Regions from separate parts of the Mus musculus genome. Here regions 1, 2, 3, 4, 5 and 6 are each linked to region 7. A link is a contact called in public HiCAR-type, HiChIP or PLAC-seq and promoter capture Hi-C data. All regions are on one chromosome and are shown on one strand. Each heading gives the region's core, a stretch centred on a gene start, on an enhancer-like site or on the middle of the called end of the contact. The rest is flanking DNA. Distances are from core to core; before and after follow the strand shown. Region 1 overlaps Lpp (LIM domain containing preferred translocation partner in lipoma). Region 2 overlaps Lpp (LIM domain containing preferred translocation partner in lipoma). Region 3 overlaps Lpp (LIM domain containing preferred translocation partner in lipoma). Region 4 overlaps Lpp (LIM domain containing preferred translocation partner in lipoma). Region 5 has its middle 34 kb from the start of Bcl6. Region 6 has its middle 7.7 kb from the start of Sst. Region 7 holds the start of Lpp (LIM domain containing preferred translocation partner in lipoma).

Region 1 (2,895 bases), core at 73-2,572, 430 kb after region 7:
TGTAAAGACTGTGGGAAGAGAGAAAGCTGACCCATCTAATGTAGACGAGAGCCTGGTACTAGTAGAAGTTTGCTTCCGTCCTGATTGTAGCTCATGGCAGGAAGCAGAGTAAAGCCTTTATTGATGACTAAGTTGTATTGAATATTACAGCATGTCACTAATCGCCACGAGACCCTAATGGAATACCATTCTTACTGAGATGGGAGCCAAGGTTCAGCACTGGAGAGAGGTGACACAAACACCACAGCCAGGGAAGGGCGGCCTTAAGCCCTGTGCCTAGAACACACGAACCCTTACACTGAAATTGGCCGCATAGTGTAGGTGTTTGCACAGTCACTTTCTCTTCTTGGGAAACTATCTCTTGTGTTCTTTAACACATCTTTGTAAATGAGAAAAAGGCACACAGTGCCCTGAGATCACAGTAAAATACAAGGGAACTATATTCATTTCCCATATTCCCATATTCAGACAGACAGACAGACACACACACACAATTGAAAAATCTTTAAAAGGATTGCTGTGGGGAACAAATGATGTCCTACGTGGCTCAGCAGTTGAGATCTCACTGCTCTTGAAGGAGATGTGAGTTGGTTCCTAGCACCCAGGGTTGATAGCTCATAACTGCCAGAACTGCATTCCCAAGGAGATCTGACGCCCTCTACTGGATTTTATGAGCACCTGCACTCATAGATCCCTCCTGACCAGAGTCTGTCTCCTTGCCCATCTCCCTGTCTCTGTCTTTCATAGGGAATGTTAAAATAATCTGATAAAATACAAGAGAAAAGTAACATTAGCTTTTAATCTAAAGTGCATGTGGGTAGGGTGAGTCACTGAAAATTGTACAAAAGAGATCTTAAGTTCTGTAGGATGTTTCAAAGTCTGTGGAAATGCAGTGAGTAGCCCAGGAACTCTGTAAAAGCCTATTTTGGTGCTCGGGGTAGACAGATGGTAATAAGGTAATGGGATGTCTAGTCTATGCAGATTCACAAGTCTGGTTCTGCATTTGACCATGAGTCAGGCCTTGGACATGGTTTCTCCATGTAGACTTATTTCTTTCTCTTTTCGTTTCTCATAAATGGCTACGAAGACTTGCTGGAAGCTGTGTGTGGTTCTTTTTACTGAAATTATCATTTGGGGAAACACTTGTTCTCTAAGACTTACTGAACTCCACCCCACAAAGCATGCCCCCTACTCAGATGTCATCTCCTGTACATCATTTGGAAGATGGATTATTGGGGTTTCCCACCAGTCCCCAGCTCAGTTTCTATTTCCAAATTCCGGCTGCCAGTTCCATACTTGGTTAAGATCCTGCTTCTGCCTGGTATCCTAGGGAAACAGTTTGTAAGGGCTGCTGTGTCCATCTGCCTTCCTGCCTGAGTTTTTGACTATACACCCTGATTATTTCCTAATCTAGAAGTGAATCACAAGACTGCAAATGCAGGGAACAGCCTTGAAATATGTTCAGAGTGTGAATACTTACAGAGTTAGGCCTGAGAGTGTAGAGCAAGACACTTGCATTTGTGACTCTACTTATGTATATATTTATAGGCACTTTGATAAAGCCAATGTAAGTGCATACATAGTTGGGCTGTGTATCAAGAAATCTTAATTTTTAAATGCAGAGACATTACAATTACAGTGTGAACATGGACCTGGAAACCTCCCTGCACACCATTCCCAGTCAGCTGTGACATTGTTCAAGGGACCCTTGGCTTGAAGTTGTCAAGATAAGATAAGTTGGTTAGCTTCAGGCTGTATCTCTTCATCTACAAGAAGCCCATCCTCCACTTGTCATGGGAATTTTGAGCCTTTGTCCTAGAATTTTTTTTTTGACCAAACTAACTTGTTAAATAATATATTCTACAGTCTTGGTTTTATACTCCTAGATACATAGGTATTATACCATCAGAATCATAATTTGGGGTGTAGTGGTGAATGTCTGAAATCCCACACAGCAGGATCCAGAGGTCAGGAACATTATGAGTTACAAAACAGGACTATATCACAAAAGCAAACAATGTAGAGTAATATAAGCAGTATCCTAGACAGATTTGATTTTTATATCAATAAACAGTCTTCTACCAGATAAATCTGTATACTTTTCAAGCTTTGAAAAGTTTGAACCTTACTCCTAAATTTCCATCCAGCACACTTAATATGAACAGCAGGTTATTAAAAATTTACCTATTTGGCTTGTAAAACTTTGGAGCCTAGTTGCTAAATTCACCATTGGACATTGTTGGAAGTCAAAGATGAGCAGAAAAGAAGAAAGCATAGGTTTTGACATTTTTGAGCACACTAACCTTGTCCTTGTAGTTATTCTAGCCAGTACAATGCTAAGTAAGATCCAGAAGATGTAGTGAGTAGGTGAGCTGGGCCTCTCACTGGAAGCTTGTGAATAAAAATGTTTGGAAGGGTAGACAGCCTAGGTCTTATCATATCCCTAGCATTAGAGATGGAGCCCTTAGCAGCTAGAATCTGGTGTTTCATTTAATTACTTTTCAAAATGCCGTTACCAGAATTTTTATGTAAATACATATTTTATTCCCTGAGGCATGTTAATATGAAATCAAAATTATACAACACTGAAAGGAAAACACAATTTCCTTTCTTTTCACCAGGTCTCTCTAATGTGTTGTTGAAAACATGCTATAGGATGGTGAAGATGCTCAGACTGTGCCTGTGATTCCTGAAGTATTTATACTACAGAGCCATAGCACCATGTCATCATGATGATCGTCAGGCAGCTCACAGAATGCAGTTCAGTAGACTATGGGCTTAGCAGTGATCCTGAGCTCCCACTGTAGGAAGTGCCGCTATCCTTAGGGAAACAGGCCCTAAATTGACAGGCACAGAGCTACACTATGTGGTATTCAGTGGTTGATGACTCAAAGA
Region 2 (2,700 bases), core at 87-2,586, 410 kb after region 7:
CATAACCCCAGTGCTGTGAGCCACAGCTAAGGTCACACCTGTTGATTCTTGGGTGCCTTTCTCATCCCAAGTCTCTGTCCTTTTCCTAGCAATATCTCCTACCTCCCCACCCCTGTCAGCTGCAGATTTCCATTCATTCACATGACCATCTGGCCATCCCTCCTGCCCCTCCCCACATCTGATCCCAATTCACCCCCTATTCCCCATCTCCTCAGTTACTTTTCTATTACTGTCATAAAATATCATGACCAAAAGCAACTTAGTAATGAAGAAAGAATTTCAGAGTATTAATATCACTCATTCACAAATGATGTGGCACAGTGGCAATAACAAGAAGCTAGTTGGTCACATTTCATCAGCACAAAGGACACAGATAGAAAAGACAAAACCTGCAAAATGCACCCCCAATGAGGACCTTTCTTCAGCTAGGTTCCTTCTCCTAGAGTTCGATAATCTCCCAATGCAGTGCCACTGTTGAATAATCTCTGAATGCAGTGCCACCATCTGGTCCCACATATTTCAAACACATGAACCTATAAAGAGTATTTCTTATGCCAACCCCTGTATCCTCTCAACTTAGGAAATGCTATATTAGCCAGCGATCATGTTCCATTCTCACGATGCTGGAAGATGGTGACATTGTGATCCTTTCTGCTTGCTCTATTGCTGGACTGATGAACTAGTATTTGAGGTCACCTGTGTAACGCTGAAGACAAAAGAGTCACTTGGTAATCCCCTGGGGCCCTATTTTCACATAGCACTTAGGTTTGAAAGTTGCAAGAGGATTTAGTGAAATAATGATGGAACAATTTGGAGATTTGTGTTCTTTCAGGAAATACAGGTGTTCTTAGTAACCACAGAGCTGGCAGTCTACTGTGCATTTCTGCTTTGCATGTCCAAATATAAACTAGATGCTTAATGTCTAACAATAGCAGTTATCGCCTATTAAGCTGCTTATGGTATAAAATAATGTATTCTATATCACTCAAAGTTCTTTCTATAGCATTGTACTGGTTATATATGTCGAATGCCTCTTTCACGAGGTCTTTATGATCATGAAGTATATTGCCTGGAATATGTTATCATAGATGGAGAACGTAGTCACAGCCAGTAGCCATAAAGCCTGCACTGCTTTCTAGCAAAGCAACCTTCACATGCTGTCTGATTTGAAGTCTTGCATCTTTAAGATAGGATCCTAGTGTTACACACAGCTATCTGTGTAGATGTATAGCTCACACATTTACAAGAAAAGGAACCAGGGTGACTTTAGTATAGTTCTCTGCCATTCATTTATTTCAGGAATGTTTCTTTGGGTGTGTTCCAAAGTATATTTGTATAGTAAAAGTCTTATCAGGCAAGCTGGCAAACTAGTGGCTTGGGGCCCCAGTAGAAGAGACACACCGGTTCTCGCTGATCAGTTCTTCGAGATTACTTCAAATCCCTGTTCACTTTTACAGTCTGGCAACACTTCTCACAGAAACTCATTACACAGATCAATGTCTGACAAGATTATTTTACTTTGATTTTATGCAATGTGTTTTGCTTGTGGTTTGGATCTTGTGCCATACAAACACCTTCTCCTGCGCACAATTCCAGTGCTGGAAAGCTGATAGAATCTTTTTAACTTTAATGTTCTTTTCCCCCTTAGTCTTCATTGATTCCCTTTTAATTTCTCTGTTCCTTATCATAGGCATAAGCATATTATTGATTGTATTGATTATGTCTTTTAAAACTAATGAAGTGAAGAGATATACCTCATCTCTATGCAGCTGGCTTCATTTTGCTTTTGTGACATCCTCACCTGCTCATGAGTGTGGCTCACAGTCCTCTGGACCGGATTATCATTCTTATTCAGATGATTTCCCCCAACAATGTATTTATTGGTTCTGCATTTGCATATGAAAAGAGAACCTGAGATGCTTGTCACAGTTCTTTAAGGAAGCTTTCACTCTTTTCCAAATCAGCATCATTTTCTAATGTGTACATGCAGTCAAGTGTATAGGGCAAATATTTGTCTATTGTTTAATTCTCTTGCTCACAAGCTCCTTTTAAGTACTTAGTGCCCTTTTATACATATGTACAATGACTGTAGGAATTGTTAAGTGGTTAAAAATCAAAGCACAATAATATACTTCAGCATTTCTGTTAAGTTTTTCATTCACTTATTTTAGGCCCCAAAAATAAGCATCATAGAATGTCCTTTCTGATATAAAGTAGAGTTCTCATGTGTGAATAAGTATCTCTGTGTGTGTGTGTGTGTGTGTGTGTGTGTGTGTGTGTGTGTGTGTGTGTGTGTGTTTGAGAGTGTTTACCACAGTTTCCAGTCATTCACCAAGAATGCAGTTGTTGTATCCTATGAGAGCATTTCAGGAAGCTGGCAGTCTTCTGAAGCGGGTGGGCCACTGCATCTTTTTTTTTTTTTCCATTTTTTATTAGGTATTTAACTCATTTACATTTCCAATGCTATACCAAAAGTCCCCCATATCCACCCACCCCCACTCCCCTGCCCACCCACTCCCCCTTTTTGGCCCTGGTATTCCCCTGTACTGGGGCATATAAAGTTTGCAAGTCCAATGGGCCTCTCTTTCCAGTGATGGCCGACTAGGCCATCTTTTGATATATATGCAGCTAGAGTCAAGAGCTCCGGGGTACTGGTTAGCTCATAATGTTGTTCCACCTATAGGGTTGCAGATCCCTTTA
Region 3 (2,848 bases), core at 150-2,649, 340 kb after region 7:
TGTGTGCCTTTATATATATATATATATATATACCCATTATACACATGTATATACATATTTAGATATATGCAGTTCGTATGGCTATATTTATAAAGATATAAACTATAATTTTATTCCTCTCTAGGTCTTTCCCTTCCTCTCTCCCCAGGTCTCTCTCTGCCTCCTTACCTCTCTACTCCTCTCTCTCTCCTCCTTTTCCTTCCTTCCTTTTTCTCTTCCTTCCTTCCTTCTTTCCTGCCTGCCTGCCTGCCTGCCTGCCTGCCTTCCTGCCTTCCTTCCTTCCTTCCTTCCTTCCTTCCTTCCTTCCTTCCTTCCTTCCTTTCTTCCTACTCTTCCTTCCCTCCCCTGTCCCTTTCTCCTTGCTTCCCTCCCTCCCTCCCTCCCTCCCTCCCTCTTTCCCTTCTTCCCTCTCTCCCTTCACTCTCTCTGTCTCTCTCCTCTTTCTTTCTTTCTTTCTTTCTTTCTTTCTTTCTTTCTTTCTTTCTTTCTTTCCCCCTTTCTTTCTAGAAAATCAGTCCCTTGTATCTTTCACAGCTGACACTGTGAAACCTAGATCTCAACTATAGTAAGGCTGAAAACTAAGGTGAGGTTTTTGCTTTAAAGGAAGTGGTTTGTCCTTGCATATATGAATCCTTGACCTAGTATGTTTAAAACAAAGGAATAGTTAGGATTCTAAATATGAATGTCAGCATTTGAGGAAATAGTTCTTTCTACTTCCCCAGAGATAACAGTTCCTGCTCCTTTCCCCTCCCCTTCTTTTCCTTCTCTCTTCCCCCCTCTCCCTCCCTCTCCCTCCATCCCCTTCTCTTCCCACATCCTTTCCTATTATGCTTTCACTTTTACTGGTTTGGCTTGTTTCTTCTCAGTCAGGGATGTTGCTCACCAGTACCTTAAGCTATTTTTTCTTCTCATTTTCTCTAAATATCGTCTATGGTGTGAGGTTTTTTTTTTTTTTTTTTTAACTTATTTCCTTCCTGGGACTCTTTCTGATAGATTTAAATACAGCTCCTGCAGCCCCTTCATACACTTTACCTGCTTTGATCAGTCCATGCTGCAGCAGTCCAGGCTAGCTCTGCAGCCACTTGTAGTGGGTCACGGTGTAGCAGAGTATACCACAGCTACCTGAGCCTTCAATGCCTGCAGCACAGGTTCAGCATTGGGGTATGTTTGGGATTAAGTAGATGTTCCTTCCAGGGCTCACTGAAGCTTCCATTACTATCATGAATGATCTTCCCTCTCTCTCAGTTCCAGCCCAGATGGAGTCTTGACTTTTCATAATTTATTCAGTGACATGCACTTCCTGTGTCTAATAGTCAATCACTTACCAAAGGGGGAGAGGTGATAAGAGAGTAAGAATAATTTTGTCATGATTCATAGGCACTTGGCCTTCACTGAGTATTACCAAAAAGCAGACAAGGCAGGCTCTGCTAACCAGCATTCCTACATGGATTCTTGTGGCCTGAGCAGTCTCTAAGCCATGCCAAAAGCATCCCTGAAGTATTTACAAGGAATATATTTCTGTGGATGGGGATGTACTCTAAGCCTTTTTGTGCAGAAATATGTAGAGGAAAGAACAAAAGGAGGAAAATAGGTAGGACGCCTGCATTTGAAACCTGGTTCTCACCAGTCTCAGCCCTAAGATGTCACAGCGCGCTCTTAAATCCTTTACTCTCTTTGTAAGTATTTCAATGCGGAAAAAAAAAAAGTATATTTGTCAGGAGTCTGTGATCAAGAAAAAAAGTTGGGAAAACTAAAGCAATTAATAAAAAATGGAAAAAAATGTCAATTAGTCAGGATCTAATTTTATTATTCTAAATATTATGGAGTTTAAAAAAAACAGAAGGAGGTAAGTGCTTAGCTTTAAAAGTTTTTGTCAACCATAGTGCTACTATGTAGCCATTGGCTAGAAAATGACAATTGTGGGTTTTTTTTTTTAAGCACTGTCCTGATATACTGTCCTGAAGAATGATGCTGTTGAAACAAAGTACTGTTCTCAATAAATTTCTTGTGTGTGTCTGTGTGTGTGTGTATATATATATATATGTATATATATATGTATATATATGTATATATAATATATATTATATATATATTATATATAAACACTATGTACTCATAAAGTTAATGTGTGTGTGTGTGTTCAAAACAATTTGCCTGATTTGGGGAGGAATTTTGTTTTTGAACTTGCTCCCCTTTGTTCTGTGGCACTTGGAGATTCATGCCCCCACCTTGTTGAAGCTGGTGGGAGATACATTCCTACATTCTTAGGAGGAAGTCATGGTTCTTTAAAAATATCTGGCCTATTTTTCTTACATGGTGAAAAATGTTAATGTAGTAGGAGAGCATATTAGTCTTGGGACACCAGTATATTTGTTATGATTTGTTTTCTACCCAAAGTCAAAGATCTACAGAAGCCCTCATAATGTCCCAGAGGTTTTGTCAAAGAAATAGAACCAGCCTGAGGTATGTATTGGGATTAGCTGTGAAGGATATCTGTGGACTGACTAGGAAAACAGAAGTCCACACAGTAGGGTGTTAAAAGCAGCAGGCTGGCTGACAACTGGTTCATTCAGGTCTTCCCAGACCATCACTTCCTTGAAGCCAGTTGATTGGATTTTAATGAAATCTAGATGCCTCCAATTCCTGTTTGGTCCCAGGGACAGTAAGCAAAAAATGGTGATCTTCCAACCTGAGATGAAAGAGAAACATTGCTTGTCCAAGAGTGACTGCCTGTTCTCAGTCTTTGTGGGGTTGGCTGTTGCCTCTTCTCCTTAGCCTTATTCTTACATTCTGCTTTTCGATGATAGCAATTGAACTAAAAGATTATCTTTTTTAAAATCTTTAATAA
Region 4 (2,700 bases), core at 61-2,560, 460 kb after region 7:
AAATTAAAGCTCAAATCATTCATCCAAGGTCATACAACTGAGACTGATTTGAAAACTGTAGATAGAACTTTTTTTTTCTTTCTAAATAAAGAGTAGAAATTAAAGCTACAGAAATGGCTAGGTTAGTGCTAGTGCCTGCTGTATAGACATGAGGATCTAAGTTTTGACCCCTAGCAACCATGCAAAATTCTGGTCACACTGTACATGGTTGTAACCCCAGGGCTGGGTGGGTGTGCAAAAGTAGAGACTGGAGAATTGCTGTGGTTTGTTGCCTTCCAGCCTACTGAAAAATAGCAACTTCCATGTTCCATGGGAGTAAGACAGAAATAAAGGGTGTCACCTGATAGCCTCTTCTGATCTTCACATGTGTACCTGCATATCTTGTACTCTCTCACTCTCTCTCTCTCTCTCTCTCTCTCTCACACACACACACACACACACACACACACACAGACATACACACACACACACTTAATAAAAAACAAACTGGTGGTAGAAATGGGGAAGGGGCCATCCAAAGGTTAAGAAGCACATTGGAATTGATGTTTTTGCAAACTTGATCTGGATACACCATTGCTATACTCAATAAGAATGCATTTGCCATTATAAATAATGAATTAATAACTTGCTGGTATCTATATATGCACATTGTCCTGATCTTCTTAATTTTCAAATACAAAAATATATCATTGCCTCTATCTCACCCTTTACAAATACCTGGCTGTACCTTTTGTGTCCTTCTTCCTCACAAGTGTATAGATGCAAGGGTAGTGCTTACTTCACGGTAGTGCCCCATCCTTTATGGGTTGGCAAGTGAGAAATGAGAATGATAGGTTGGCAGTTGCTGCAGAGTAGGGGTATTCTTCCACTCATTTTTTTTTATCACCTTTGAATCATAAAATGTTAGTCATGCAAGGTACCTATGCCTAAGGACCTGCTACAGATGGGGAGAAGAGGAAATTCATCTCACTCCCCCACCTCAGGGTCACAAGGCACTTAGTGACACAGCCGTGAATTATAACCCAAATTTTATCATTTCTTTCTTTTTAATCACATAAAGGCACAGGAGAATATGTGAGTAGAGTTGAGATGTTGTTGCTACATTCAGTGAGGTTAAAATTGGGCTGACAACCTTGGACTTGATCTCATTTCCATGTGTCTTCTGTGAAATCCAGGAGGAAATCGGTAGATTGAAAGCTTACATAGTTGAGATTTTATTCCTAAAGTACTATATCGTATTTTACTTTATACTGTTTCCTCTGTAACCTTTGGCTCCCACAAGAGATTCTTGCCTCTGTAATTTCTTCCTGTTGCAAAAGAATTGGGTCAGAAGACAGGGAATCAAATTGAAAGAAGTATGTCCCCATTTGTACATAGGCTGTCTATAGCAACTGTTCTAAAAAGGTCATCCTTAAAGTAGCTCCCTCCAATGCCATGAACCACCATCCAAAACTGCCATTTTATATGGACTTGATAGAAACAACATAAATCTACTCACGGGATTACAGTTAGCAGCATCCATTTTATCAGAATTATGAAGAAAGTAAAGATACTCCTACTTCATAATTCAACATCCTTTGATGATAAGCCATGGAAGCAATTGGAATTCTGAAGGAAGAAAGCACTGGTGGGCCATTATGTATGGCATAACAACGTCTTACTTCCTAGACCATACACAGTCTTGTATTGACATGAACGTAAAGCTGAGTCCTGAAGCTACAATGCTAATTATGCATTTTCTGACCTTACATCCCAGCCATCTTTTAATGAGAACACAGCTGCCTTTCCCCTACAATTCGCCCTTCCTCTCTACAACCTGACCTTTCCCCCTGCCTGTCCCCTAAAGCACAGAGATGATGATCTTCTTGCAGATGTTGAAGTGACATCAGGATTGTTGGAAGACAATTAATTTACCATCAAGCTATTGTTTGAACATCTGTAGAGTTATGCTTAGTAATTCTATTGTGTTTTTAATTAAGCAGGTTCATTCATCTACAAATATTTATTGAGCACCTACTAACCACCAATCATTGTTCTGTGTACCTCCGGAGATCATGGAAATTAGGTACATTAGTGACCAAAGAGGAGAGGCATTTGTTAAATCCTCCTCTGTCAAAGGCTTTAATGTAGAACAAAGTTGTTTGCTTCAGAGTTCCAATGTAACACAAGTCAGTTTCCAAGACCAGTTATGCTCATTTTGAGCTACCCACCCCAACCCCGTTCCCTGGGGTTTATGAGGAAGATCACTGCATCGAAAGATCAAGTGCCAAGGAATCAGATTAAAATAGGGTTGTAGACTATGACAAAGCACAGCACTGATGCCATACACTTACTTAAGGGCTTCTGGGGTCAGTGTCACTAATGGTACTTGGCATAAATAAGAGATACTAATATTGCTGACCATCAATGTGACATTGGTATTTAATGTAAATGATACAGCACTGTCATAAAAAAGAACAAGTCATCATTTGATGGATGGCACAGAGGAATGAGCCCTTGATTTGGAGGCAAGTAATCCAAGCATAAGATGGGTCTTTTTCTCTGTGCCCCTGCTGCCATTTGACTTTTTGTGCTGTCCTTAGGATGTATTCTTATATGTTAACTGAGAACATGTTAGCAGTCTTCAGATTATTTCCCAGAAAACAAAGACACAGAAGTAACTCAGCTTGCAGTATAGCTAATGGTATGGTACATGAGGCT
Region 5 (2,973 bases), core at 357-2,856, 370 kb before region 7:
ACACACACACACACACACACACACACACACACACACACACACACACACACACACACGTGTAGACATACACATTTGCAAACAAGTACATGCCCACACACAAACATATACACACAAATTCATAAACTCACAAATGATTATATCTTCCCTGCTTTTCACATGTGCTGGATTGCTAATCTGCAAGTCACCCATGACTTTGAATGTTTTCTTTTGATAGGGCTGATATAATTGGTCTTTTTATTTAACTGTTATGTAACCAAGCTGTGCAGACATTTTGCATCTTAGTTCTCATCTAAAAACGGAAACAACAATAGAATCTACCTCTTCTAGAACCGAATGGGATGATGGGAAACAGAAAACTTAGGTCAGTCTCTGATATGTGCTCAATAGATGTTTGTTAATATATGCCAACAGTATGTTTTTGTCTAGATTAAAGGAGTGATATAATGACATGATAAGCCATAAATAAACCCTTGGTGTTAGGCCAGGTATAAAACTTCAGTAATTTCCAAAATTTATTTCTGCATTTATTGTTCATAGACTGACCATTTAGGCAAGGTATTACAAAGGCTTCCAGGAGGCTGGAGAGATGAATTAGAATGTAAGAGTCCTCCCTGCTTGTCCACAGGACCTGAGTGTAGTGCCTGGCATCTGTATCAGATGATTCACAACTGCCTAGAATTCCAGCTTTATGGAGATCCTATGTCCTCTTCTGGCTTCTACAGACACTGGTACACATGTGGCACACACTCACTGGAACACATTACATGAATTGAAAGCAATCTTAAGAAAATCAAGAAAGGGCTCACAAAGGGGAAAAAGCCTAATGGAAACAATATCCTAGTTAACATATAAATTAAAAGAGTTGTGGTCATTTTTTTTGCAAGGTTTTGGCTAGCTATCCTGTCTTTCAGACTCCCTGGTTGAAGGTTGAACCTTATGCCTCTTAATCCATAGTTTTCACAACTGTTTGGGAGGTGTAATCACTTCTCAGATCTGAGGGGGAGGGAAGTGACTTGCCCTAGTTCTCACCACTTTGTGTGTGGTTAGGCTTGCAGAAATGTTCCAGAGCCTAAGATCACAGGGCCACCACCCCCAGGGAAGAGCCAAGAGTCAATTACCCCTTGGGTGCACTTCAACCACCGGGTTCTCTTCCCAAGGTCAAACTGTGCTGAGGGGTGCTAAGGCAATATGGCACTCAGTAGCTCTGATCCAAATCTTCGCTCTATTGTTTTCTAACTGTGTGACCTGGGGCAGATAACACAGTTCTCCCAGTTTGGGTGACTAGTCTGTACAATGAAACAGTGAGTCTTTATGATTCCTGTGGAGATGGCACTTGCTATGAGGAGGGCAAAATGGTGTATTGGTGATACTAAGCTAAATACAAAAGTGCCTTTGACCTTGAAGGCCGTGAGGCTGGAGAGTCTCAGCTGTTAGAAACTGACTCAGAAAGAAGGTTTGAATATTGAAGCAGAGAGAAGGTCCAAAGAGGGAAATCCAAGCTCAAGAGAAAGCAGGATAAATGGGAGCAATGTCGAGCCTGTGGCTGCCCAGCCCTTTGGATCTGGTAAGTCGTGGAGTACTGAAAAGAATGAAATTGGGGCCTAAAGATCAAAGTCCAAGATCAATTGTTAAATTAGCTGCACAGTAACTGGACCCTCCTTCTGCCTAGGTTTGCTAGCTAAGAAATAAAATGGGTCATGAATTAAGTTTCCTGTCATTCTTAATATTCTGTCATAAGTGCCAGCGAGCACAGGTGAAGGGAGGTGAAGTTGTGGGCATGTCTAGTTCAGCTCATTAGTGTTAAATGACTTGAAACACTGCCTACTTTACAAACAACCTGGTCCTGAGGTATATGCATATCTTTCGGAAGTAAAGGTCATTGTTCACCTTGATTCCATCCTTTCTATTGCAACAAACTGGAAAGACATGTCTAAATCAGGCGAGAGTTAAATCTACCAGCAACTTAGAGCCATCACGTGCCCTTGAGACAGCAAGGGAACAGGTTGGATCCCTGGATTTGCAACTGTGCTCTCCCTGGAGTGATGGTAGTAAAGCAGCCCCAGAAGTGCCTCTCTCTGACAGCAGAAAGCCCATCAAAGAGGAGTAGAGAAAGGGAGAGAGGAATAGAGTCAGGAGAAAGAGGAGGCAGAGGGCAAAGGGTAGAGAAGTAAAGGAAGAAGAATTGCTGCACAACAACTCACGTTTGGCCAAGCTCCTAAGCAAAAGGCTCTCCTAGTCTCATTCTATCACCTCCTGATTCCTAAACTACCCCCAGAAGAGAAAAGAAAAGTCAAGAGACCCAGCATGATTGACAAAGGCCATGTAGAACTCTTCATGCCAGGTTCTCTTGTTCCTAATATACTTCCCTGCTGTGTGCGTTGATGTGGATTTGTGTAGGGCTGATCTTCACTGGTGTTCCAGGGATACTTTCAGGGCAAGACCTTCATAACATCCAGGCTGACTCTAAATCTGAAGTTCAACATTTTAGACATAGCAAGGGGCTCAGCAGATCAGTCAACAAACCTCCAAGGGTAGCCCCTAAAATCATAAAATTAGATTCCCTCATCCCCCAGCTTTGTTCTCCCGTGAGAAGATTTGGGCGAGACTGCCTACCAGACACGGCCACTAATCTTTTCAGGAATCAGTTAAGGCCCTGGATAATGGCTTTCAGTCACTTACTGAACAATTTACCCAGGGTCTGGTCTACTTTGAGGAGCTAACACTGCTCGTTTTACAGCACGAGGTGGTTAGGCAGGAATGGTTTGTGACTCATTTTGCAAAAGAGATGACTTGGTCTGGGGAAGTGTGTAAACTCAGTGGGAAGCAATTCAGTGTAGATTTGAATCTCCAGCTGAGACTAGGAACTCTGTTCCCAGAGCTCACTTACTGCCTCCATCTTTGACACCTAAAGGCACTTCAGTCTAGCTGAAGAAGAGCACAGACTGCCTCAGCCCAAACCACTTGATAATGATA
Region 6 (2,788 bases), core at 49-2,548, 490 kb before region 7:
TTTCTCTCAGGTCTGCTCAAGACGTCCCTGTGGAATGAAACCAAGCCAAGGTCTGTGTCTCCCTGACATGTGGTAGAGCCTTCCCACCTGCCTTGCTACTTTCAGAGGCTTAACACTGAGGTATTCCAAGAATTTTCCCAGTGCAGTCAGCAAGGAGGAATAGTCTTAGCCAGAGCCTTCCATCAGTGGGTCTGAAGAATCCCACTAGGTATCACTGCTTCCTCCTCCTCCTCCTCCTCCTCCTCCTCCTCCTCCTCCTCCTCCTCCTCCGCACAGTTGCCAGACAACATCCTCACCGTGATTTGGAGTCCTCCACACTGAGACAGACTGATAGAAGCCATATGAACACAAAGGGCCCAATTAAATCAGCTTTAGCTTTCTCACATTCAAATCTGAGCCTGATTCTTGATCTTGGCTTCACGAGGGGACTGTCTGGGCACCACAGTGGCAGCCCTGATATAAGTCTGGCTCGCATTCAAAGCTTGTCATCAAGCGGGGATTTCGCCACCCTGGAAATCTGTGGTCACAGGCCACTGCCCAGCCCTGTCCCCTGCCCGGCTGGGCTGTCTTCCTCTGCTTGCTCCCTTCTCTCATCCATGTTTGTCTTTTCCTCCCTGTGCTTTCCTCCTCTTCATGGCCACCTCTGCCTCCTTGCTGTTTTCCCTGGCAATCTCTTCTCCCAGCTTGCTTGCTGCTTTCCTGAATCTCCTTGTCTCTTCCTCTCTCCATCACATCTCTGCTCTTTCTCCCTTTCTCTCATGGGTGTGACTTTGTGAGTCCAGAGTGCCTGCTCATTGGATTTCTCAATACTTCTTTCTCTAAGAGTTGAGGGCAGAGGCAGGGATGGGGTCAGAAATGTGCCCTAGCCTATAGACCAGAGCCTTAAAAAGCACCTCGATTTACATACAGGAAAACTGAAACCAAGCAAGCCTCTGGGGGCTGCCTGGCTTTCGCTATTCAGAACCTGATATCACTGGGCTCTGCAGTCTTTCCTGGTGACAAGTACTGCACTCATCCTTGGCTCCCTTCCCGAGTGGTCGAGGACCAAGATGCGCTCATGGTAGCTCCCGTTCTTTTCTCTGCGGACCCACAGCTGCCTAGAGCAGAGCCTAGTTTCCTGACAAGGGTATTACCCGATGGGAGAAGCTTTGGTGATTAACGGGCAGAGATGTGGAAATTGCTCCTCCAGGCTTTCCTGCTGTGTCTGTGTCCTTTTGGGTGTTTCCTAATCTCATAAATCCAGCCAGACCTGCTGTGCTGTCTCGGGCTGCTCTCAGAGGAGAGGATCCAACTGTTAAACTGAGCTCCTCTGCCCTCTGCTGGCTCCACCGATAGCAGACAGCCGTCTTAAAAGCCCAGGGCAGGTTTTCTTCATTGTTTCACTTTAAAACGTTCTCAATGTCATAGGCAAGGTGCTCGATGCAGGAGGCACACAGAAACACGCAACATCAATTCTTCCTTCAAACTTGCAGTTTTTGAACACTTCGAGTCATAGTCTGTGCTAGGCAGCCAAACAAGGTTTAACCAATAACGCGAATTTTCTTTTTCACTGAACCATGAAATAAAAAGATTACTAAAAGGGACAACCAACCATTTCTAAATGCAGTGTTATTCCCTCTGGCCTTCCCAAATAGGTTTAGGGCTCTTTGCACAGGGACGGCCAAGACAGAAGAAGCACATGTCCTTCAGGAATGCCGCCTAATTGATGCCAGAAAGTTTCCTAAGAACGAGAACTGGAAAGGAGAACAAACTTAAAAGGTAATCGATCGTTCTGGAACTCAGTCTCCTCCTGCATTAGGTTTGAACGCTCCAGTACAGACCTGTTTACAGTCAATGACACATTTCGAAGAAGCTGCTGCCTTCTCACCTTGAGATCCACAGAGCTCACATCTCTGGAGGAGGGAAAGGGATCTTGTGTATTGGGCGCGCCCCCTTGTGGCTCTTCTTTCCACTGCCTAACCGGCGCTTTCAGAGCTCGCAGTCTTGCCCCATCCTAAGAACCAAGGACCCTTCCTGACCTGCAACCCTCTCTCGCTAGTGCTCGCTAGCATATAGTTCTCAAATAGCTTCTTTTAAGCATTTACAATGGATTAGGATGCTTCCAGTTTAATCTTCAATGAAGAAATGTGTGACTGCGGGGGCTGAATCCCCCACACTGCAGAAAGCTGGGCCACTGGAGTTCCAGGCTCAAAGCTTCCCCTGCAGCTACTCAGTCCTGATGGGGTCTCTGGCAGCAGCCAGTCCACCACTTTGGGACCTGGTTCTGACCTCTTCTCTTCCACCCTTTTAGGACAAGCTCATCACAGAGCTCCCTGGCTCTCTGCTTACCGAAACGCAGTTTACTGGCTGTAGTAAACTGAGTAGTACCCTTCTCCTCAAATTCGTGTCTCCATCCTAACCTCTCTAACTTTGTGGTACATAATGGCAGCCGTGGGGAATACAAACACTAAGCCTAGCTCTCTGCTTTCCCCCTGGCTCAGAGCGGCCCAGAGAGCTGTGTAAGATCTACACTACACTGGGATCATGATTCCGGCCCACCTCCACTGCATTCCTAGAGCCAAGCTCAGACCTCCAAGTGCTCTCTCCCAAAGAGTAGGCTGTGCCAGGGACTCTGGAGGCTAATCTTACCACTGTCACATAGGGCAACCCTACTCCCCCTCCCGACAGCCATCTGACTCCATCTCAATCAATTCCAATCGGCGCCATGATGCATCTCTTGTTGACCTGTAAGCCAGGCTTAGAACTGCCACAGTAACGGTGGACTGGGTGTGAAGATTTAAGTCTCAAG
Region 7 (2,836 bases), core at 61-2,560:
AATATAACCGGAGAAGAGGCACGTTGGAGCGTCCCCACCCCTGAAGTCCCTGGTGTACTTTTTCTGTCTGCATGACTGAGTTAGGCTGTAGAAGGTGAGGGCCCACGGTGGTGGAAGGTGGCTTGAGAGTGGGAAGGTCAGGGGCATGCTCAGACAGCTGTGTTGTGCAGGTCATGTTATGGTATTTTCCTTAGATCCTACCCAACCCAATCAAAGACCAGAATGGGTGGTTGTGTTATTAGCATGGGTTGAAGTTGTTTGGGAGACTGGGGTAAAGCAAAGGATACAGGATAGAAACACCCACACCCCCACCCACACACCCACACCCAAATCTGTGTTTTTGGTTAGTTTGTGACAGTGTCTATGTAAACCTCTCTTGTGCCGGGATGAAAAGCGTTCACTACTGAGGGCCAGAGGGCTTCCAGTGTCTCCTAGCCGGAATCTTAACCTAGTAAAAGGGGTTCTCATCGTTGCTCACTTTTACAAATATCAAACACAAAATATCCAAACCCAACCTTCCAAGAACAGGCTTGTCTTTATTCAAACCAGTTCACCCAGTTCGTGTATTTTCTTTTTTTAAGCTGTAAGAACAGAGCAAGCTTTCTGGTTGGTTTTCCGGCAGGGCAGGGTTGGGAAGCAAAAGTTAAACTCCAAAGGTTCTTGTCTTTGAACAAAGGACAGGAAGTTGCCCTGAAGCACTCGATTGCCATTGTTTCTCAAGGCTTGTCAACCACAACCTTCCAGGAACTGGGGTTAGTCACTTCAGTGGGTCAAGTCATCTGCCTAGCTCTAACTTGGGTCTAAGCTCACAGTTAGAGGCCGGGTCGTGCCTGGAGGCGGAAACCCAGCTAAGAGTAGAATACTGGCTCCTCTCCACGGGGCAGGACTGGGTCAGGTCCCAGCTTCGGAGCTCTCCTGTGCGAAGGGAACTGAAGTTGCTCTCTACCATCCCGGACTTCTGAGTCCTGCTGGAGTCCTGGGCGGGGCTCCGACGAGGCTCTTAGGGTGGGGGGTGGGGTGTTCCATGGCAGGATCTCTTTGCTCAAGCTCAGCTTTCCAATCTGTCGTCTGCAGAACAGACCCGAGTTGTGCCGGTTTCTCGACTTCCTCCTGCATCTCCTTCCTCTTCCTCCAGTGGAGGCAGATCCCTCTTTTCCTTCCTCTTCCCATGCTCCCTGTACCCCCTCCTCCCCCCGCGTCCCCTCCTCCAGGAAGTGCATTGCCCAGGGTCACCCACCTCGAGCCGCCGCTGCCCCCCGCGCCCCCTCCCCGTCCGGCTAGTGCGGCGGCCCGCGGGCACACGCCTCCCCATACCTTACATGGACAAATGCGTGCAGGCAAAGTCAGGAATTCAGGCCCCTGACGTCAGCCTCCAGCGCTCAGGGCACCGCACGGGAGACCGCGGGGAGGGGGTGGGGAGGAAGGAGGGGGAGAGCACCAACCAGCAGCCACTCCCGGCCTGCTGCTGAAGTTTCACTTTTTGTCTGTGGGTTCGCTCCCGGGGCCCGCTCGAGCTTTCCCGGGATAAGTAGCGTTAGCGGCGGGGGAGAGCCGGCCGCTGCAAGGTAAGGGCCGGCAGCGGGGCCGGGCACCGGGGAGGACGCGGGCCGGGCGGAGCGGGCCGCTGCGGGCCGCGGGCCGGGCCGGGACAATGGGAGGGGGAGTGCCCGGCACCTCCTCCTCCGCCCGAGCCTCCGCCTCCAGCCGTCGCGGCCGCCGCTGCCCGGTCCACCTCCTCCCCCAGGTATCGTAGCGAAGGCTTCCTCCCGCAGCCTCGGCCCGCGGGCGCCGCTCGACCCCCCGACCCCCCGGGGGACGGGCCGCTGAGGGTGGTGGGGAGCGCGGGGCGCCCTGCTCCGCCCCGCCCGCCGCGGAAGTGCGGGTCCCCGGCCGGGAAGCGGGGGTGCACGCCGTGGGGGAGGGGCGGATGCGGGAGTCCCCAGCGCGCCCCCGGCCCGGGCCTTTCTGGGTGCCCAGGGGGCGGGGCCGCGCCCGGTGGCTTCGAGCTTTCGTGGAATCCCAGTTGTCACCGCGGAAAGGGCCTAGGGACCCAGTGACTCGGAGTCTTCCCATTTTACAGTCAGGGCAGGCGAGGCAAAGAGAGGCAGGCTTTCCTGGAAGTCATCCCTGGAAGGTGGAGCCAGGTTAAGATCGGTGGCTCCGGACCTCTGCTCCCCTGCTGCCTTTTTAAAATTTTTTAAAAAATTTATTAATTAATTTATCTTTTTGTAAGCGGTTGTGGAGTCTCCACTGCTTTTAAGCACTGTAGGTTACAGAGGCCAAACTTTGCCCTCTGGGAGCGCTCACTGGAACGCAGGAGCCTAACCTGACTCAAAGTAGGAAGGGCCAAATCCTGGAGAGAACGCAAAGATCAGGTTTTTTTATGGGAGTTCGCGGAAGGACTTTTCTTATTTTGGCCTCCATGGCCGGACCCGAAATCCCAGAGGGGCCTGTGATTGACTCCTTTGAAGGATAGGGAGTTTTCTTAAGTAAAAAAGGCGAGGCCTTTCGTGTCAGGGAGGCAGCTGCAGACCAGAGAAGGCTAAATAAGGGTGGGGAGTGGGCGTGGGTGGAATTGTGTTCGTGGCTTGGGGTGGGAGTATGACAGGAGACCGTGTCAGTGGAGTTGTGGCTTGGGTACTTGGACAGGGCAGTGTAAACTGTTTCTGGCCTTCTTTCTCTTTAGGAAGGGGGTCCACTGCTTCCCCTCCCCCACAAGGAAGGCCTGGCAAGAGCTCTCCGCGGATCCTTTCTGGGACTCTCCTGTTTCTATACACTCCCTTTGCAAACTTGCCTCTGCAGTAAAACTTTTTCTCAAAGATGTTAGTGACTTAAT

What was found. Promoter capture Hi-C pulls out the DNA fragments that hold promoters and counts their contacts. HiCAR-type assays count read pairs that join an accessible place to other places. HiChIP or PLAC-seq counts read pairs in DNA pulled down with a chosen protein or histone mark.
Region 1: a contact with region 7 is called in a promoter capture Hi-C map of hippocampal neurons, with 3 times the contacts expected there. The contact joins the enhancer-like site here to the promoter of Lpp in region 7. A contact is called at or near these places in 14 of 39 promoter capture datasets (the 3T3-L1 cell line, 3T3-L1-derived adipocytes, the C10 cell line and 9 more), 3 of 15 datasets of contacts at CTCF or cohesin (CD8 T cells, large pre-B cells and pro-B cells), 3 of 484 Hi-C or Micro-C datasets (cerebral cortex, embryonic stem cells and liver), 15 of 115 datasets of contacts at active chromatin or transcription factors (the SCID.adh cell line, acute myeloid leukemia, bone marrow-derived macrophages and 10 more) and 4 of 9 other capture datasets (adipose tissue, embryonic stem cells, liver and 1 more).
Region 2: a contact with region 7 is called in an HNF4G HiChIP or PLAC-seq map of pancreatic cancer cells. The contact joins the enhancer-like site here to the promoter of Lpp in region 7. A contact is called at or near these places in 8 of 39 promoter capture datasets (the 3T3-L1 cell line, the C10 cell line, hematopoietic stem and progenitor cells and 3 more), 1 of 15 datasets of contacts at CTCF or cohesin (pro-B cells), 2 of 484 Hi-C or Micro-C datasets (cerebral cortex and liver), 11 of 115 datasets of contacts at active chromatin or transcription factors (cardiomyocytes, craniofacial prominence, embryonic hindbrain and 8 more) and 1 of 9 other capture datasets (embryonic stem cells).
Region 3: a promoter capture Hi-C map of the SN4741 cell line shows a contact between it and region 7, with 2.6 times the contacts expected there. The contact joins the enhancer-like site here to the promoter of Lpp in region 7. A contact is called at or near these places in 10 of 39 promoter capture datasets (the 3T3-L1 cell line, 3T3-L1-derived adipocytes, the C10 cell line and 6 more), 4 of 484 Hi-C or Micro-C datasets (embryonic fibroblasts, muscle stem cells, stem cell-derived neural stem cells and 1 more), 6 of 115 datasets of contacts at active chromatin or transcription factors (the SCID.adh cell line, bone marrow-derived macrophages, craniofacial prominence and 3 more) and 2 of 9 other capture datasets (adipose tissue and embryonic stem cells).
Region 4: a contact with region 7 is called in a promoter capture Hi-C map of 3T3-L1-derived adipocytes, with 2.6 times the contacts expected there. The contact joins the enhancer-like site here to the promoter of Lpp in region 7. A contact is called at or near these places in 10 of 39 promoter capture datasets (the 3T3-L1 cell line, 3T3-L1-derived adipocytes, the C10 cell line and 5 more), 1 of 484 Hi-C or Micro-C datasets (bone marrow-derived macrophages), 10 of 115 datasets of contacts at active chromatin or transcription factors (the 230-238 cell line, CD8 T cells, the SCID.adh cell line and 5 more) and 1 of 9 other capture datasets (embryonic stem cells).
Region 5: a contact with region 7 is called in a HiCAR-type map of kidney, with 4 times the contacts expected there. The contact joins the enhancer-like site here to the promoter of Lpp in region 7. A contact is called at or near these places in 6 of 39 promoter capture datasets (the C10 cell line, cranial neural crest, liver and 3 more), 1 of 484 Hi-C or Micro-C datasets (bone marrow-derived macrophages), 13 of 115 datasets of contacts at active chromatin or transcription factors (the 230-238 cell line, bone marrow-derived macrophages, embryonic forebrain and 9 more) and 1 of 9 other capture datasets (liver).
Region 6: a promoter capture Hi-C map of hippocampal neurons shows a contact between it and region 7, with 3 times the contacts expected there. The contact joins the enhancer-like site here to the promoter of Lpp in region 7. A contact is called at or near these places in 5 of 39 promoter capture datasets (hippocampal neurons, liver, pre-B cells and 1 more).

What each region holds. Positions count from the first base shown.
Region 1 is chr16:24,821,734-24,824,628 of GRCm38.p6, forward strand. The region is part of intron 8 of Lpp (LIM domain containing preferred translocation partner in lipoma); the gene reads left to right. Among named protein-coding and RNA genes, the nearest start is that of Mir28a, 4.7 kb to the right of the region's middle. Within about 2 kb of position 1,323, at least 5 of the 459 cell types and tissues checked have an H3K27ac peak or open chromatin away from gene starts, as enhancers often do. A contact at or near this core is called in bone marrow-derived macrophages and hippocampal neurons, where this site is marked.
Region 2 is chr16:24,800,170-24,802,869 of GRCm38.p6, forward strand. The region is part of intron 8 of Lpp (LIM domain containing preferred translocation partner in lipoma); the gene reads left to right. Among named protein-coding and RNA genes, the nearest start is that of Mir28a, 26 kb to the right of the region's middle. Within about 2 kb of position 1,337, at least 3 of the 459 cell types and tissues checked have an H3K27ac peak or open chromatin away from gene starts, as enhancers often do. A contact at or near this core is called in pancreatic cancer cells, where this site is marked.
Region 3 is chr16:24,732,097-24,734,944 of GRCm38.p6, forward strand. All of the region lies in intron 7 of Lpp (LIM domain containing preferred translocation partner in lipoma), which reads left to right. Among named protein-coding and RNA genes, the nearest start is that of Mir28a, 94 kb to the right of the region's middle. Within about 2 kb of position 1,400, at least 49 of the 459 cell types and tissues checked have an H3K27ac peak or open chromatin away from gene starts, as enhancers often do. A contact at or near this core is called in the SN4741 cell line, adipose tissue, embryonic fibroblasts and 1 more, where this site is marked.
Region 4 is chr16:24,851,376-24,854,075 of GRCm38.p6, forward strand. All of the region lies in intron 9 of Lpp (LIM domain containing preferred translocation partner in lipoma), which reads left to right. Among named protein-coding and RNA genes, the nearest start is that of Mir28a, 25 kb to the left of the region's middle. Within about 2 kb of position 1,311, at least 5 of the 459 cell types and tissues checked have an H3K27ac peak or open chromatin away from gene starts, as enhancers often do. A contact at or near this core is called in 3T3-L1-derived adipocytes, where this site is marked.
Region 5 is chr16:24,020,910-24,023,882 of GRCm38.p6, forward strand. No RefSeq gene overlaps it. Among named protein-coding and RNA genes, the nearest start is that of Bcl6, 34 kb to the left of the region's middle. Within about 2 kb of position 1,607, at least 9 of the 459 cell types and tissues checked have an H3K27ac peak or open chromatin away from gene starts, as enhancers often do. A contact at or near this core is called in kidney and trophoblast stem cells, where this site is marked.
Region 6 is chr16:23,897,128-23,899,915 of GRCm38.p6, forward strand. No RefSeq gene overlaps it. Among named protein-coding and RNA genes, the nearest start is that of Sst, 7.7 kb to the left of the region's middle. Within about 2 kb of position 1,299, at least 58 of the 459 cell types and tissues checked have an H3K27ac peak or open chromatin away from gene starts, as enhancers often do. A contact at or near this core is called in hippocampal neurons, where this site is marked.
Region 7 is chr16:24,392,040-24,394,875 of GRCm38.p6, forward strand. It overlaps Lpp (LIM domain containing preferred translocation partner in lipoma), which reads left to right and starts at 1,311. Exons shown (of 13, transcript NM_178665.5): 1 at 1,311-1,565. It overlaps Lppos (LIM domain containing preferred translocation partner in lipoma, opposite strand), which reads right to left and starts at 1,616. Exons shown (of 2, transcript NR_037954.1): 1 at 1,315-1,616; 2 at 517-1,068.